2 separate regions of the Mus musculus genome follow, and region 2 is linked to region 1. A link is a contact called in public Hi-C data. All regions are on one chromosome and are shown on one strand. The core of a region is the stretch at or near the end of the contact, and the rest is flanking DNA. Distances in the headings are between cores, read along the strand shown.

Region 1 (7,186 bases), core at 2,680-5,179:
AAAAAAAGAATGAATACTGTTAAAATGTTGACTCAACACAGGGATTTACAGGTTCAGTGCAATACACCAATACACCCAAGACGACTTCCTTTTTTTTTTTTTTTTTTTTTTTTTTGGTTGTCCGACACGGGGTTTCTCTGTGCAGCCCTGGCTGTCCTTGAACTCAGAAATCCGCCTGCCTCTGCCTCCCAAGTGCTGGGATTAAAGGTGTGCGCCACCACTGCCCGGCCACCCAAGACTTCTTTACAGAATCAGAAACACAATCCTGAAGTTTGAATGAAAGCCTGGCAGAAGTTTGAATGAAAGCCTGGCAGAAATAACAGAAATGACCTGACACTAAAGAGTCCTAAGTACAAAACCATGACAGTACTAACATTAGAAACAAACACACACACCCACAAAATAGAGCCTAAGATAAAGCCATGCATGTACAGCCAACTTTCAAAAATGGTGACATGGAAAATGGATGTCTACATGCTGAAGCTTCAAGCTTGATTCTAACCTCTACAAAAAAAAAACAACTTAGAACGGATCAAAGATTAAATATAATACCTTGGTATAATACCTTAAATACAATACCAGCTCAGAGTGAGGAGACAATGGACAGAATGGGAGAAGACACCTGTCAGCCAGTCATCTATTAGTTAATATGAATAATGTATAACAAGCCAACATTTTAGAAACAAGCAATCCAAGCTAAAAATCAGAAATGATTATAATAGACACAAATATAAGAAAACTGCTCATTACCATCAGTCACCACGGAAATGAAAACCAACACTAACTTCAGGGGGAATGCTGACTTTGAAAGCACTAATGGAGCTCCTAACAGCCACCTTGAGAGAGCTGATATGTGGGCATCCTTGACTGACACCAGATAATTGAAAATAAAATTTTCACTATGAAAAAAAAAAAAAAAGAAAAAAGAAAGAAAAAGAAAACCAACACTCCAATGAGGAGCCAGCTCACCCTAGTTAGAATGACTATTATTAAAACTAAAAACATGCCAGGTAGGGGGTGGTAGCAATGGTGCACACCTTTAATCCTAGCACTCCGGAGGCAGAGGCAAACTAATCTTAATGAGTTTGAGGCCAGCTTGGTCTACAGAGTGAGTTCTAGGACAGCCAGGGCTACAGAGTGGGGTGGAAAACACTAAAGAGACATGGAAAAAAAACTCACACTGATGATGATGCCATAGGGTTTTGATCCTGTGCAGAAATGGAGAGCCCCAGTAAGTGGCTACGATTTCCAGGGGTCCATTGGCAAACTCATAAAAGATCTCTGGCGCAGACATTTGCAGTGGGGTTTTACTTGTATACACAGGGTTACAGTGCTCATGAAGTAAGGGAGCTCTGAGATGCACAGCCTCATCCCACATCAGCCAGGATAATAGCAAGCTTGGGGCTAGGAACAGAGAGAGAAAACCCTGAGGAACTCGCTCTAGGGCTATTTGGTTTTGGAGAGTTGGGACACCTGTGTGCCGTTTGTAGTGCTTGAGCATGTTGACCTTCTGTGCAAACTTGCGGTGACATTCCTTGCACTCATACTCCTTGATGCCTTTGTGCAGCTTCATATGGTGGCGCAGTGCATGCTTGGTCTTCATACCTGCAGGGGGCAGATCAGTATGAGTGCCACACTCCCCAGAACTTGCCTCAGGTCACCTGAAGCACCTGTCTGAACCCAGACACAGAATGAGCAGAATCTTTAGAAGGCCACCTTAGAAGGCCACTAGAGATTTACTGTGACATTAAAATGGCAGTGTGTCAACAACAGCACCTGAGATGATGTAGTGATGTGTACAGGATGTCTATCTCGATGACATAAATGGTAACTAAGATGAGGACTCTAGATCTACATTTTTTTTTTTTAAAGAAAAGCCATTCTTTAAAAAAATATTTTTAGCTGGGCAGTGGTAGTGTATGCCTTGATCCCAGCACTCGGAAGGCAAAAGCAGATGGATCTTTGTGAGTTTGAGCCCAGCCTGGTCTACAGAGTTCTAGAACAGCCAAGACTACACAGAGAAACCCTGTCTTGAGAATGTGTGTGTGTGTGAGAGAGAAAGAGAGAGAGTGTGTGTGTGTGAGAGAGAGAGAGAGACAAAGAGAAAGAGAGGAGGGAGGAAGAGAGAGAGAGAGAGAGAAAGAGAATGAATGAGTGTGTGTGAGAGGGCGCTAACATTCAAGATCAGAAGACAATTCTCCAGAGTCAGTTCTTGCTACCCTGCAGGGTGCAGGAATCACTTATTACACGTATGTGGAAGCACCTCTATTCACCAAGCCATCTTGCCAGATGGATACTTTTTTGGTTTTGGTTGTATTTTTCTTTTTTCTTTTTTTTTTTTTTTTCGAGACAGGGTTTCTCTGTGTGGCCCTGGCTGTCCTGGAACTCACTCTGTAGACCAGGCTGGCCTCGAACTAAGAAATCCGCCTGCCTCTGCCTCCCAAGTGCTGGGATTAAAGGCGCGTGCCACCACTGCCTGGCCAGATGCTAATCTTAGACATTGAAACCAACCAAAATCTCACTGACTACAGGCTGATGTTGAGGAAAGGGTGAAGCACCCTCACCAGTCACCACCTAGTTGGGTGAAAAGCAGTGGTCACTAGCAGCAGCAGTACACCCAGAGTGCTCAAACATCAGGGCAGGCAGAGTGCAGTCCTTAGACCCTCCAGTAGACAAGCCAGCAGTGGTGTCACACTGAGTGGGCGCAGTGTGCCCAAAGCCCCCTCTCAGCTCTAAACTCAGCTGGACAATTGCTCACCCCGTCCCATTTCGTTACCACTTACATCTTTACCTGTCTCTCAGTGTGGAGAGACTTCAGACAACCCAGCTGGGCCATAGGGCCTGTCAAACTAGAGCCAGCAGAGGGCGCAGGAGTCGCACCATGTCTTTCAGCTGCCAGTCCCTGGCTGGCTAAGTGCCAGGCCTTTCTGACTATGGAAGAGCAATTTTACCTTAATTCCCACCTCTGCCTAATCCTCATACTAAAAATGCCATATATCTCCCACCACCCAAGGACAAAAACCACAGGTGATGAGAGATTCAGCCAAACTGTTCTCAATCCCTCTCAGGCCCTGCCTCCATCACATCAGGCTCTGCTCAAAACAGTGGCACAGTATTGTCCTCTGCCACTGCTTGTCTGTCTTGCAAAGGACTGCAGTCTGTTGGTACAAACCTCACCCTCACAGTTCTAACACCTATTCATGGTCTTACTCACTCACTCATTTGTTCTCATACCTGCTATGGCTCTGACTATTTGTGTGCCTGGGACTAGAGACCAAGTGGTATGTTAGACAGAACTCCCTGGTTTCACAGGGCTTCTGTTCTAAGTGAGACTGGGGGATGGGAGAACCTACATAGTATGTGGCAAGAGAAGGGAAAGCTAGGCAGAACCGGGCAGAAAGGGGCTTGAGAAGAGAGGTTGTACTCAAGGTCATAGAGCAGGAGGCCAGCCTGGGCTACACAGACCCTGTCTTAGACAATAGAACGTCATCAATTTGGAACATCCAGCTTTTCCTGCAGGCGATACAGATGCCTTGTGGATGATTTTGTGGTAAGTGATGTGATTTTGAGAAAGATTTCTATATCTGGGACCCTGAACCTCCTTTGCCAAAAAGACTCTCATGACTCCTAGCAGCACCACCCCCTCAGCCGTATGCACAGACTATGTCTATGTTCAGGTCTAGAATTTTAGTGATCATAAGCAAGCTGGGTGCAAGGCTGAACTTGCTCTGGTGGCTTGGGGTGTCCTATGACTCCAGGGTACCCTGTGGCCCTGAGGGACCTTCTGGTGCTCTAGGTACACACCCACCTTTCCCACACTCGGCGCACAGGTACTCCCGGATGTTGTCATGCACACGCATGTGCTCTTTCAGCATGTCCTTCCTGGCAAAGGACTTCCCACACTGCTCACAGGCGTGGCTTTTCACACCTATAAACAAACACAGGAGTGTCTGAAAGCCTTAGCTCGCACAGAAAGAGGTCTCAGCAAGAAGCCTATGTGGGCTGCCTTTTCAGACATGGGAGTCTTTGGCATGCGAAGGCCCTGAGGACCTGGAGTGGACACAGGTGGATCTGAAGGATGTGCTGCAAGTGTCAGGGGAGGCCAGGATGAAAGCTGGAGAGATGGGGACACATCCGAGGTGTGGTTGTCTGTGTATGGAGCCAGGGAGAATGATGGGGGGAATCCTGCCGCTGGGGCAGACGAGCTAGCACCAATCATCACAACAGGAGCATCTTACCTGTGTGGATGAGTTTGTGGCGCTCCAAGTTCCCAATGCTGTTGAATATCCTCCCACAGATCTCACAGGGGTGAATGTACCTGAAAGGAGAGGCAAACCTCAGGAGCTACACAGCCCCAGGGGCTCATCACCCGAGGGGTTCACTCACTGTGAAGGCCTTATCTGCTATGAGGGTATGTATCCTCAGCTGTGAGGGGCCTGTGTGAAAGTTCCTTTATCGATGGAGGTGAGGCAAAAGGTGTTATGACCTCAGCTTCTATAATGGGCTGAATTGTCTCCCTCAAATTGTTGTTTAAGTCCTAGATAAGAATGTGGCTGCATGTGGAGACAGACATTTATAGAACAGATCAAAATGGAGTCACCATGGTGACCCTAATCCTTAAGAAGAGGAAACAAGAGACAGACGTGTACAGAAGGCTGGTGCAGAGGAAGGGCAGGTGTCCCAGATATCTGGCATAAGGTGACGCAATGATTGTGATCTGCTAAGCTGAGCACTGTGGCTTTGCAGAGTCCCCCTCTTGCACAGAGTCTTACTTCTGCACGTTGGGGTCAGGCAGGTTCTCCCGGTGGATGACCATGTGGGCATGGTAGGTGGCCTTGAGTGCGAAGCGTCGGTGGCAGATGCTGCAGCCGTGGCCCTTCTCCTTGTGCACCTCCATGATGTGCTTCAGGTATTCCTTCCCACGGCCGAAAGTGAGCTGTGAGAACACAGGGTGGAGGCTGCTGACTCTCTGGCATCCCTGGGCATCTTTACTACCTACACTCGTGTCAGCTAGATACCCGAAGAGGGTCAGCTACTCATGCCAGAGGGGGGCTTGTGGAGGGATATGCACAGAAGTTTGCTGTTTAACAGGAGAGGCTATGGAAACTCAGGTTATGGACTGCTTGGCAATCATTGTCCTCCCTTTAAGCACGCACCCTGCCTTGTGTAGCATAGATACATTTCAGGCTGGCTGGATCAAGAGAGGGATGGGTCAAGGCATCCTCAATCTGAGGCCAGTGAGGCTACTGAGGCCAGTTCCTAAGACACTGGCCCTACCCTAGTAAGCAGTCCTGCTTATGGGTGTGCCAAACCACAAGTGGGTTCGGATGGGTGTGAGGCCTATGGTTACCATCCCTAAGCCCAGATGATATGAAACAACCTTCTTCAGTGGAGGAAACGCACAAAACAGTGCTGTGAGTTCCCCACAGCTCCATGGTTACAAATTTCTCCCTGGAAGCCATGCTTGGGGCAGAGTGTTGAGTACCTGGCACCTCTTGCAGCTGTACTTGTGTGGCTCAGAGTCTGCGCTCTCATCAGAGTTGTCATCATTCTCCTCTGAGGAGATCCCAATTTTGCCAATGAACTCCTCCCGCTGGTGGTCATCCATTAGCGCGATGTCCTGCAGAGGAGTCACAAACCCGGCCTCTAACACAGTGAACTGATTCGCTGGTCATTACTTTCAGGGAATGAGTTGTTTGCTTAGCGAGCTACACCTATGTCCCTTGGGATGGTACTAGGCCTGACCATTCTGTGGCACAGGCATTCACCAGCCCTCAGAGTCACCAATCCAGCAAAACCATCCCACCTGTGCCCAGGCAAAGTCCTGGAGGACAGCACAGACTGCTGCAGCACTGCACGGGACTCGGCCTTTGACTCAGACAGGTTCTTCTCCCACCTGACCTCACACCCAGTTCTCCACATCCTGGGGCTCCTGCACTACTCATCTTTTCCCTAAAGGCGGGGATGCAGCAGACTGCCACCCTCCCTACACCCATTGTTCTGGGGTAAAGGCCCAGCTAAGAGTAATCTGTCAGGTCCCACACAGGAAGAATCTCTGTTCAGGCCCCACAGGTGGACAAACAGATGTGCTAGTATAAGACTGTATGAAGAGCTTGCCAGTGCCCATGTGTTAAAATTTCACCCGAGGAGACACTTGAGGAAGCAGGCCCTTTGGGGAATGACAGGGTCTGACACCCAGAAGTAGGATAACAGCCTTTAGCAGTCTCATCCCTCCACCATGTGAGGACGCAGCAAGAGAGCGATGGATGGACGAGGATGCCTTCAACAGACAGTGAACTTTCCAGTACCTTCATCTCGAACTTTCAGTCTGTTGCTGGTAAGTGCCTCATCTATGTACTAAGAGATACTGCCCCAGGGTGAGCCAGGTCCCCAAGTGCCACCTGTATGGGAACTGCACCTTGAAGTGGACATGGATGTGGTCCCTGAGTACGTCCACTCGGAAGAACTTGCGCCCACAGATCTCGCAGGTGTACTTCTTGTCACCGTGGGTCAGCAGGTGCTTGTTCATGTTGCTCCGACAGGAGAACACCTGGGGACAGGGAGACAGTACAGTGAGGGCTAGGTTACTGGACATACACATAAGCTGATCCCTATGGCCCACAGGACAAGCTACTTCCAGGCCTAGAATACGTGGCAAGTTCTAGACTTATGGTGATTTAAACATCTACTCACACCACAACAGACACGCTGTTTCCAGCCTCTGCTGCAATGGAGTACAACAGAGTGCTTATGCACTTAAACAGCTCATCGGCACAGAGTCTACTGAGGAGCCATGAAGATACACCTACAATTTTCTCAAAATAGATACAAAAGAAGACACTCAACTCAGTTTGAATACTGCTTCATGTTCCTATTTCCAGCCCAGACAATGGATGCAGATTTACTCATGCATCCACACTAGTGCTCTGGGAGCCACTTAACAGGCCAAAATAAACCCTGAGCTGGAGCTAGAAGGATGTGACCTAAAAAGCAGATATGCAACCATCACTAGGGACCCAGGATCTCCACAGACCACAGAGCATCCAATGGCAGGGCTTGCCTCAGATGAGGTACCCCAGAGCCTACTTATCTATTGCCATAGGCTCTACCTCCTTGTCCCTGCACCATCTGGCCCCCAAACCCAGAGTTTAAGAGGCCCCACATGGCTTTGCTACTCTGCTGATCC
Region 2 (7,192 bases), core at 2,893-5,392, 120 kb after region 1:
GAAGGGATGACCTGAAGCCACAGACGAGGCTACCTGCTACCAGCATGCTGGCGTCCCAAGCCAGGGCTTTGGAAACAACAATCTTGGGTAATCTTGGGTGGTGTAGGAGTATGGGCCATCACTAATGTAACTGATTATTACCACAAGCCAAAGTATTCAGGTGACTACAGGTCAATCACGGGGTAACCCTGAGCAGCTATCTTCAGATAACACAATACTTTCTGGGTTCTCTGGCTCTCTGTTACAGAAATATGGCCCCAACAATAAACATAAATTTTTGTAAAGACAATCTTGATGAAGAAATGAGACTTAATGTTAAAACCGTCAACTATAGGCATTGCTGGGTACAGTAGATCTCTGGTTGATAGATGGCGAGAGACAGGTGTGTACAGTGGCTTCTCACCCAAGGGGAAGAAAGTATCTCCTGTTCTCTAACCTTCAGCTAAGCCAAGCCCTTCTTGTGAATGTGGCACCGTGACAGAGAAGCATGCAAGGGTAATTCCTACTCACTGGAAGATTACTCACCAGATGCCAGATCTATGATGGCTTCCCCTCTTTCCCACCTAACTAATCACCCTATAAACTACTTATGGAGTGATGGTTGGAATCTGGGTTGGAGTTCACACAGCTACACTTATAAGAGCACAAAGAATCCACCTTGAGTCACTTCTTAGTCCTTGGATCACAGGGATTCAGTTACATCACACAGGCCCTCTTCATTAGACTTTATTCAGAAGAAACACTTGAGGCTCAGGATGAATTTGCTTCCCACAGGGCATGGCTGTAGCTTATGTGGGACCACAAAGAAGCCAGATCTTGAGCTCTCCATTCTCAAGCTCTTGAGAGAGAAGGGCTTGAGCAAAAAGTTTGAGTTTCTTTCCATTGTAAAACAACTAAGATGGCTTAATGAGTAAAGTGCTTGCTGTGTAAGGATGAGGATCTAAGTTAGATTCTCAGAACTTAGAAAACTAAATTAGGTATGAAGCAGCAGCATGCTTGTAATTCCAGCACTGTGAAGGCTGTGGAGGTTGTAGAGTCAGAAACAGGTGGATTCTTGGAGCTTGCTGGCCAGCCAGCCTAACCAAATCAATAAGCCAATCAGAAACCTTGTCTCAAAATACAAAGTGAATAGTGTCCTTGAGGTTGTCTTCTGGTCTCTCTCTACATGTACACACATTACATGTGCACCTGCATACACATCACACACACAAATACAAACCTAGCATAAAATCTGGAATGGGACTGGTTACTGTTTCCACTGGGTAGAAAAGTTCCCTCTTCATGGAAGATGCTGGATCTGATTGAACATTACTAGTGTCTCTCCATTCCACTCCACCAGTGACAGACCAAGTATTGGTTGACTCCCAAGTATTAGTTCCCTACCTGGCTGGGGCAAAGAGATTTCAGGACAGAGTCAGGCAAGGGACCTCTAGGCTGTTGCTGTCTGTGCCTAGAGCAGTCTGGGAATGTCAGCCTAATCAGGGATTAGTGGCATTTGAAGTGGGAGGAGGGCAGGGAGAAACTCCAGCAGGTGTGGTGGCTGGTGTCAGGCTCTCACTAGTATAAATGCCTGCATCTGTTCCCCACGTGTCACTACTGTAACAACAGCCACATCCTAAGACACTGGTAGAGAGGTAAGTGACTGAGTTCCTATCTACATGCAAAACCCTTCATTTGAATACAATCAGGCAGCATTCTCGGGTATCAGGCATCAGTCAGTCAACTAGAACAAAACTGTACTAAGGAATAGATAGCCAATACCAATTTCTGTGCAAAGTGCCCCCTGTAAAGTTACTTTGAGTTTAAACCCAATATGGTACTGGCACTTTCAAACAGGAGCTCTCTAGAGATAAATGTCTGAATTTGTCAAAGAGCAGAAAACAGACATGACCATGCAAACAAGCCAGTGTCTTTTCAGCCAACCCCAACCCCATGCCACCCCTAACCACAAAGGCCAGAGTGACAGATAAGAGGATTTCACCTGCCACTAATTCCATGGGAATTCACTTGCCCAACCGAGACCAGTGTTAAGGAAGGGGCTTCCTCTTCTATCTAGTCAACCCTCCAGGCACAAGAAGCCCTGGGAGCGTGTCTAGAGTGATCCTATCTTAGGAAGTCAACCAAGAAATGGCAGGAAATAAAACATCCAAAATTCACAGAAGGGGCACTGACTCTAGGCCACCAGTGTCTACTTCCTACAGATCATTAACCAGCACACTTGCTATCACCCTACTGAAAGAGAGAGAGAGAGAGACTGGCATCAGCTCAGGCAACACTGTGTTCTCTGTACTGAAGCCAGGCTTCTAACACCAGATCAAATGACAGTCAGTGACAGCAGCTTCATGGTGGGGTCATGTTTACTCCTATATATGAGGACACATGGCTTGAGTACTGACCCTGGGTAGAGGTCCAGCTCTGATGACTGCGCACCTATTCTAGGTGTCAAGACAGATGTCAACTGACCTTGTAGTCTTTGCATCCAAAAAAGTCTTTTTCCAAGAGTCCAGAGCAAAGTCTCTTGTACTGTTGGATTTGTGCTAACTCATACTTAAAGCTTTTTTCTTTTTTGTTTGTTTGGGTGTTTGGGTTTGTTTGTTTGTTTTTTCACTCAGTGGCTACATGTGCCAAGACCATGGCACAAAGATCAGGCTCAGGGCCTAGTGGAATATTCTGAAAGTGGATAGGTTCAGTGTGACAATGACTGAACATTATGATATTCACTGTGTTCAAGGCTGGCAGTGTGGGGCTTCTCCGCTGGGCTGTATAGCAGGTACAGAGGCCTGTGTACCTGAAGTTGAGGGACAGCTGCAGCGCTGACAGGTGCCAGCTCTGTCCCACCAACCTAATTCCCCTGTGGAATGCCTCCAAATTGTAGACGCCAGGAACTTGTCCTTACACTAACATCTCTTAAAAGTAAAAATAATTCTGCAAGCAATTAACAATGAAAGAAACAACCACAGGAGTATGAGACATAGAGCAGGGTAATAAGCCCAAGGTGTGAGGTCAGCACATTTGGGTTCTCATCTTGGCTCTGACACCAAAGACTACTTTAACCTTCCAGGCCTCAGTTTCCTCAGATGGATGATGATGATGACATGCTAATCTGGAAGTGACATAAGCATTTACAGTCCCCAGGGCTATAGCTGAGAAGCAGCGAGATCTCAATAAATGGTCACTATTCTATGTGCTCAGAAATGCAAGCCTTTTAGAATTTAGAAGCTTTAGGCAGAGAACAAGATTCTAAATGAAAGCACATTTGGATCACAGTTATCCATTTATCGGGTTCAAAACCAGTAGGTGTCCACTCGGAATCCTCTAGGGACCGGCTGGGTGGTTCTCCCACAGAAAGCCTCACGGAGCTTAAGACGTTTGCTGTGTGAAACAGTCAGTCACTTTGTTAACTCCCCACCTCAGGTGCTTCACTCTCCCTAGTTCTAACTTCAAAGAACGCCTTTCCTCGGTAGGCTCTGGGTGGCGAGTCAGGGACTGTGGCGGCCTCCCAGGAACAGGGCTCTTTCTGATGCCCCTCTCACCTTCAAACACCACGCCCTCCTAGGAACTCACCCCTCTCTTTTCGGCCTCATAGTTCAGGGCGGTCACCCAAGCCGCCTGCCACTGGTTCCCCCAGCTATCCCGTGTCAGTATCCAGGAAAGGAGTGTGTCCGACTCCCGGCGCCTTAGCTCATCCGGCTCCGCCCGCCGCCGGGGCGGGGGTCGCGCCTTGGCCAGCGCCCACTGCGCCAAGTACAGGCCCACGGTGCCCAGGGCCGCGACGAAGAGCGACACCAGGAAGAGCCACTGCACCTCGCTGAGCCACGAGCCCATGCTGACGGCGCATACCCGGCGAGCGCGCCCCGACTTCCCCCAGCAGCCGTGGCCGCAGGGCGCGCGGAGCTGGCGGGTGGCGACTCAGGACATCCGCCGGTACGCAGGGGCACAGGGTCCGGGGCCTGGGAGGCCAAGGCAGCGGGGAGGGCGGCGAGGACCGGTAAGCGAACCAAATTGAGCGCTGCGCGCCTGGGAGCCAAACGCGGGACAGAGGAAGCTGCTCCCCACGCGCGGTTGGGAAGTGCAAGGCAAAGGCTCTTCTTCCCAGCTTGCCGCCCGGGTTGTCCCGCCCGCGGCCCGTAGTAACCGCAGGAGGCCGGGCCTGGGGGCGGAGCAGGAGCGGAGTCTCTTTTTACAGCTCCGCCTCCTTAAAGGCCCCGAGGGCCCTCACGGCGGCGTTAAGGGCGCAAGTCCTCTCCTGCCACTACCTTGAGTGGTGGGTGAGAAGGTGTCGGGGTGCCTCGCTTGGCGCGCCTTGGCTGGGAACTGTGCGCTGGCGCGTGGGTGGGATGCCCAGATAAAGCGAGAATTCCAAGAATTTCCCCACTGCCAAGACTAGGATTTTGCAAGGCTAGCCACAGCAGCCTGTAGCTGTCACCCTAAAGTAGGCTGATGGTCGCTGCAATATGGGGATGATGCCTGTCCTATTTCAAGATCCAGGGAGGTGCTTGTCAAACCTAGGCCATAGTTCAGGATGTGCATGGATCATCGACTTTGGAGTGTGTGTGTGTGTGTGTGTGTGTGTGTAAGTATACATGTGTGGTATGGTGGGAGGGGAATTTGGTATGTTGTATGTGGTGGTGAGATTTGTATGTGCACAGTACCCGTTTTTTGTGTTTTGTGCATTTGTGACAGCTTTCTGCATGCTCATCTTGAGAAGTTTCAGAAAGTTGTCAGAAACATGGTTCAGCTGTGTTTTCTGCAGCTGCATCAGTGGAACTGGACTTCAAGTTAGGCTAGGTGGACCTAACATTCAGCCTTCTCCTAGTATGTTGGAGCAAAAGACTGGCTACATCAGGGGAGATATAAGCCTAGAATCAGTGTCCCTACCACATTTATCTTTGAGGAGAAACGTGGGGTGGCAGTTGGACAGAGGGACTTTGTGGAAACAAAATGGAATCAGTTCAAGGTTGCTAGGATTGAACTTGAACCTCTCCTAGCTAGGATATGGGATTAAAAACTCCCTAACCCTAACCCTGTCTTGAAAAAACAAAAACAAGCAAAAGAACAAACAAACAAGCAAAAAAAAAAAAGTAAACAACAACAAAACAACCCTAACCATGTCTTTCAAGTTACCATAGGATGATGAACCCTACCTAGCAGGCATAGTACACTGGCTGGAGGCTCAGACTTACTCCCCTTTCCCTCTTTATATCTGGTATTTTAGCAGAAACAAAGAAAATCTGTTCTCATTGAAAGAAAAGGCTGTTTATTTTCTAACCTAAAGCTAGATCTATTCAGTTGGATGATGTAGGTCTTACCAGACACCTGGGAGACTAGACCACATCTACCTGTGTCCAAATCCACCTGTGTTCCTATGTGTATGTTGGCTGCTACTATGTGGGTGGTGACAAGGAGCTCATCTATCCTGTGTGACTGGTACAACCAGTCTCATTCTTCCACGGACATGTCTCAGGGGCTGCTTACCCAACTGGATTGTAACAAACTTCAAATTAACCACCATCCCTCATCTGGAATGTGTCATATTTCTATATGTGTCTACAAAGAGATTGTTGACATGTAGACATGGAGAGTGTCAATATTTGCTTCTAGAAGCAAACTAAGAGGAAATAAAGAATGACCCTGGCTTATGGGACAATGCAAGTGGTCAAAACATGCTTGCAACCAGAGCAGAAACACCTCCTAAGTTCATGAAGAGATCAGGCCCCTCTAGTTTCTGCTTCTAGTGGAAGACCCATTGGTCCTGGGCTTGTCAGGTGTTTGATTCCCCGTTGTGATATTCCTTGCTTCCCATCAGCTCCTGTTTCTTTCCCCACACCCATCTTTGACCTGGGGAGCAGACTACAGTTCTCCTGTGAGGGGTATCTACTCTCACTTCAATGGGTTTTATGGGTCTAATTCTCAGTCACATTTGGCTGTGGCCATTTGTTGAGTTTAATCTCTCTCTCTCTCTCTCTCTCTCTCTCTCTCTCTCTCCCTCCCCTCCCCCTCCCCCTCTCCTCCCTCTCCTCCCTCTCCCTCTCGCTCTCTCTTGTTTGTATGTGTGTTTGTAAGTATACATGTCCATGTGTGTTTCAAGTGCATGCACCCATGTACAAGCAGCAAAGGCTGGAGAAGGACATAAGGTATCCTACTCCACTTTCAGCCTTGCTCTCTTAAGACAGTATTTTTTTTTTTTTTGCTTCTATTCTCTCATATATTATATCCTGTCAGCAGTTTCCCCTCCTTCCACTCTTCCCAGTCCCACAAGTTCTGTGCCACCATTACCCCAGCACATCTTATAGGCAGGACAGATTGTAAGTCAAAGGTTTTGTGGCTGGGTAGATTTCCCAGTCTTACTGCTACAATCCTTGCCCGGTTACAGAAGATGGCTAGTTCAGGCTCTGTATTCCCCATTGGGTCACTCTCAGATTACAGGGAGTTTCCACTGCAGTACATTGTCCCTTAAATGCCCCCTCAATTCCAGTTTTCTCTCCCAGTACTCTCTCCCTCCCTCCTTCCCTCCCATTCCAGCCTGATCTCTCCTGTTCTGATCCCCACCTGCTCCCAGTCTCTCCACAAAATCCGCCCATTTTCCCTTCCCAGGAAGAACCATTGCATGTGTCATCCCCACTCCCCCAGCCCTTTTGAGCCCTCCTTGCTACTTAGACTATCTGGGTCTGTGGGTTGTAACATGATTATTATCCTTTATGTAACAGCCAAGTGGTATTGGTTCACACCTTTTATCCCAGCACTTGAGAGACAGAGAGACAGGTGGATCTTAGACCAGGGTCAGCATGGTCTACAGAGACAGAATCTCTTTACTCATCCTAGAGCTAGGCTGATAACCAGCAAGCCCCAGAACTCTTCTATTTCTGCCCACTCCCCACCAACACTGGGTCACAGTGGGTGAAGGCATGCAGCCACATCTGGCTTTTTACATGGATTCAAAGAGATTTAAACTCAGGTCCTTCATATAGCAAGGGCTCTTACCTACTGATCCATCTCCCTAGTCCAGGTTTAACCACTCTTCAATACAAAATGTTGTGACTCTGGGTTCCTATGAGTAGGCAGGGTAGTGATCTATACATGAAGGAGGAGCCTAGTTATGTTGGCTGCTGCCCCTGGCTGGGTCCACGCTCCTCTGTGGTAGTTAGTGGGTGATAAAACATCTCCTAGCTGTTTAGCCTGTGCCTCAAACATT

Evidence for each region. A called contact is a pair of places that touch in the nucleus more often than the background predicts.
Region 2: a Hi-C map of olfactory sensory neurons shows a contact between it and region 1, with 2.3 times the contacts expected there. The contact joins the promoter of C2cd2 here to the enhancer-like site in region 1. A contact is called at or near these places in 1 of 39 promoter capture datasets (hippocampal neurons), 5 of 484 Hi-C or Micro-C datasets (the HL-1 cell line, cerebral cortex, nephron progenitors and 2 more) and 3 of 9 other capture datasets (adipose tissue, liver and pancreatic islet).

What each region holds. Positions count from the first base shown.
Region 1 is chr16:97,802,237-97,809,422 of GRCm38.p6, forward strand. Prdm15 (PR domain containing 15) reads right to left here. Exons shown (of 24, transcript NM_144789.2): 14 at 6,419-6,550; 15 at 5,486-5,620; 16 at 4,773-4,936; 17 at 4,239-4,318; 18 at 3,809-3,928; 19 at 1,474-1,605. Among named protein-coding and RNA genes, the nearest start is that of Ripk4, 42 kb to the left of the region's middle. Within about 2 kb of position 3,930, at least 18 of the 459 cell types and tissues checked have an H3K27ac peak or open chromatin away from gene starts, as enhancers often do. A contact at or near this core is called in olfactory sensory neurons, where this site is marked.
Region 2 is chr16:97,918,491-97,925,682 of GRCm38.p6, forward strand. It overlaps C2cd2 (C2 calcium-dependent domain containing 2), which reads right to left and starts at 4,143. Exons shown (of 14, transcript NM_174847.2): 1 at 3,565-4,143. The coding sequence starts at 3,825.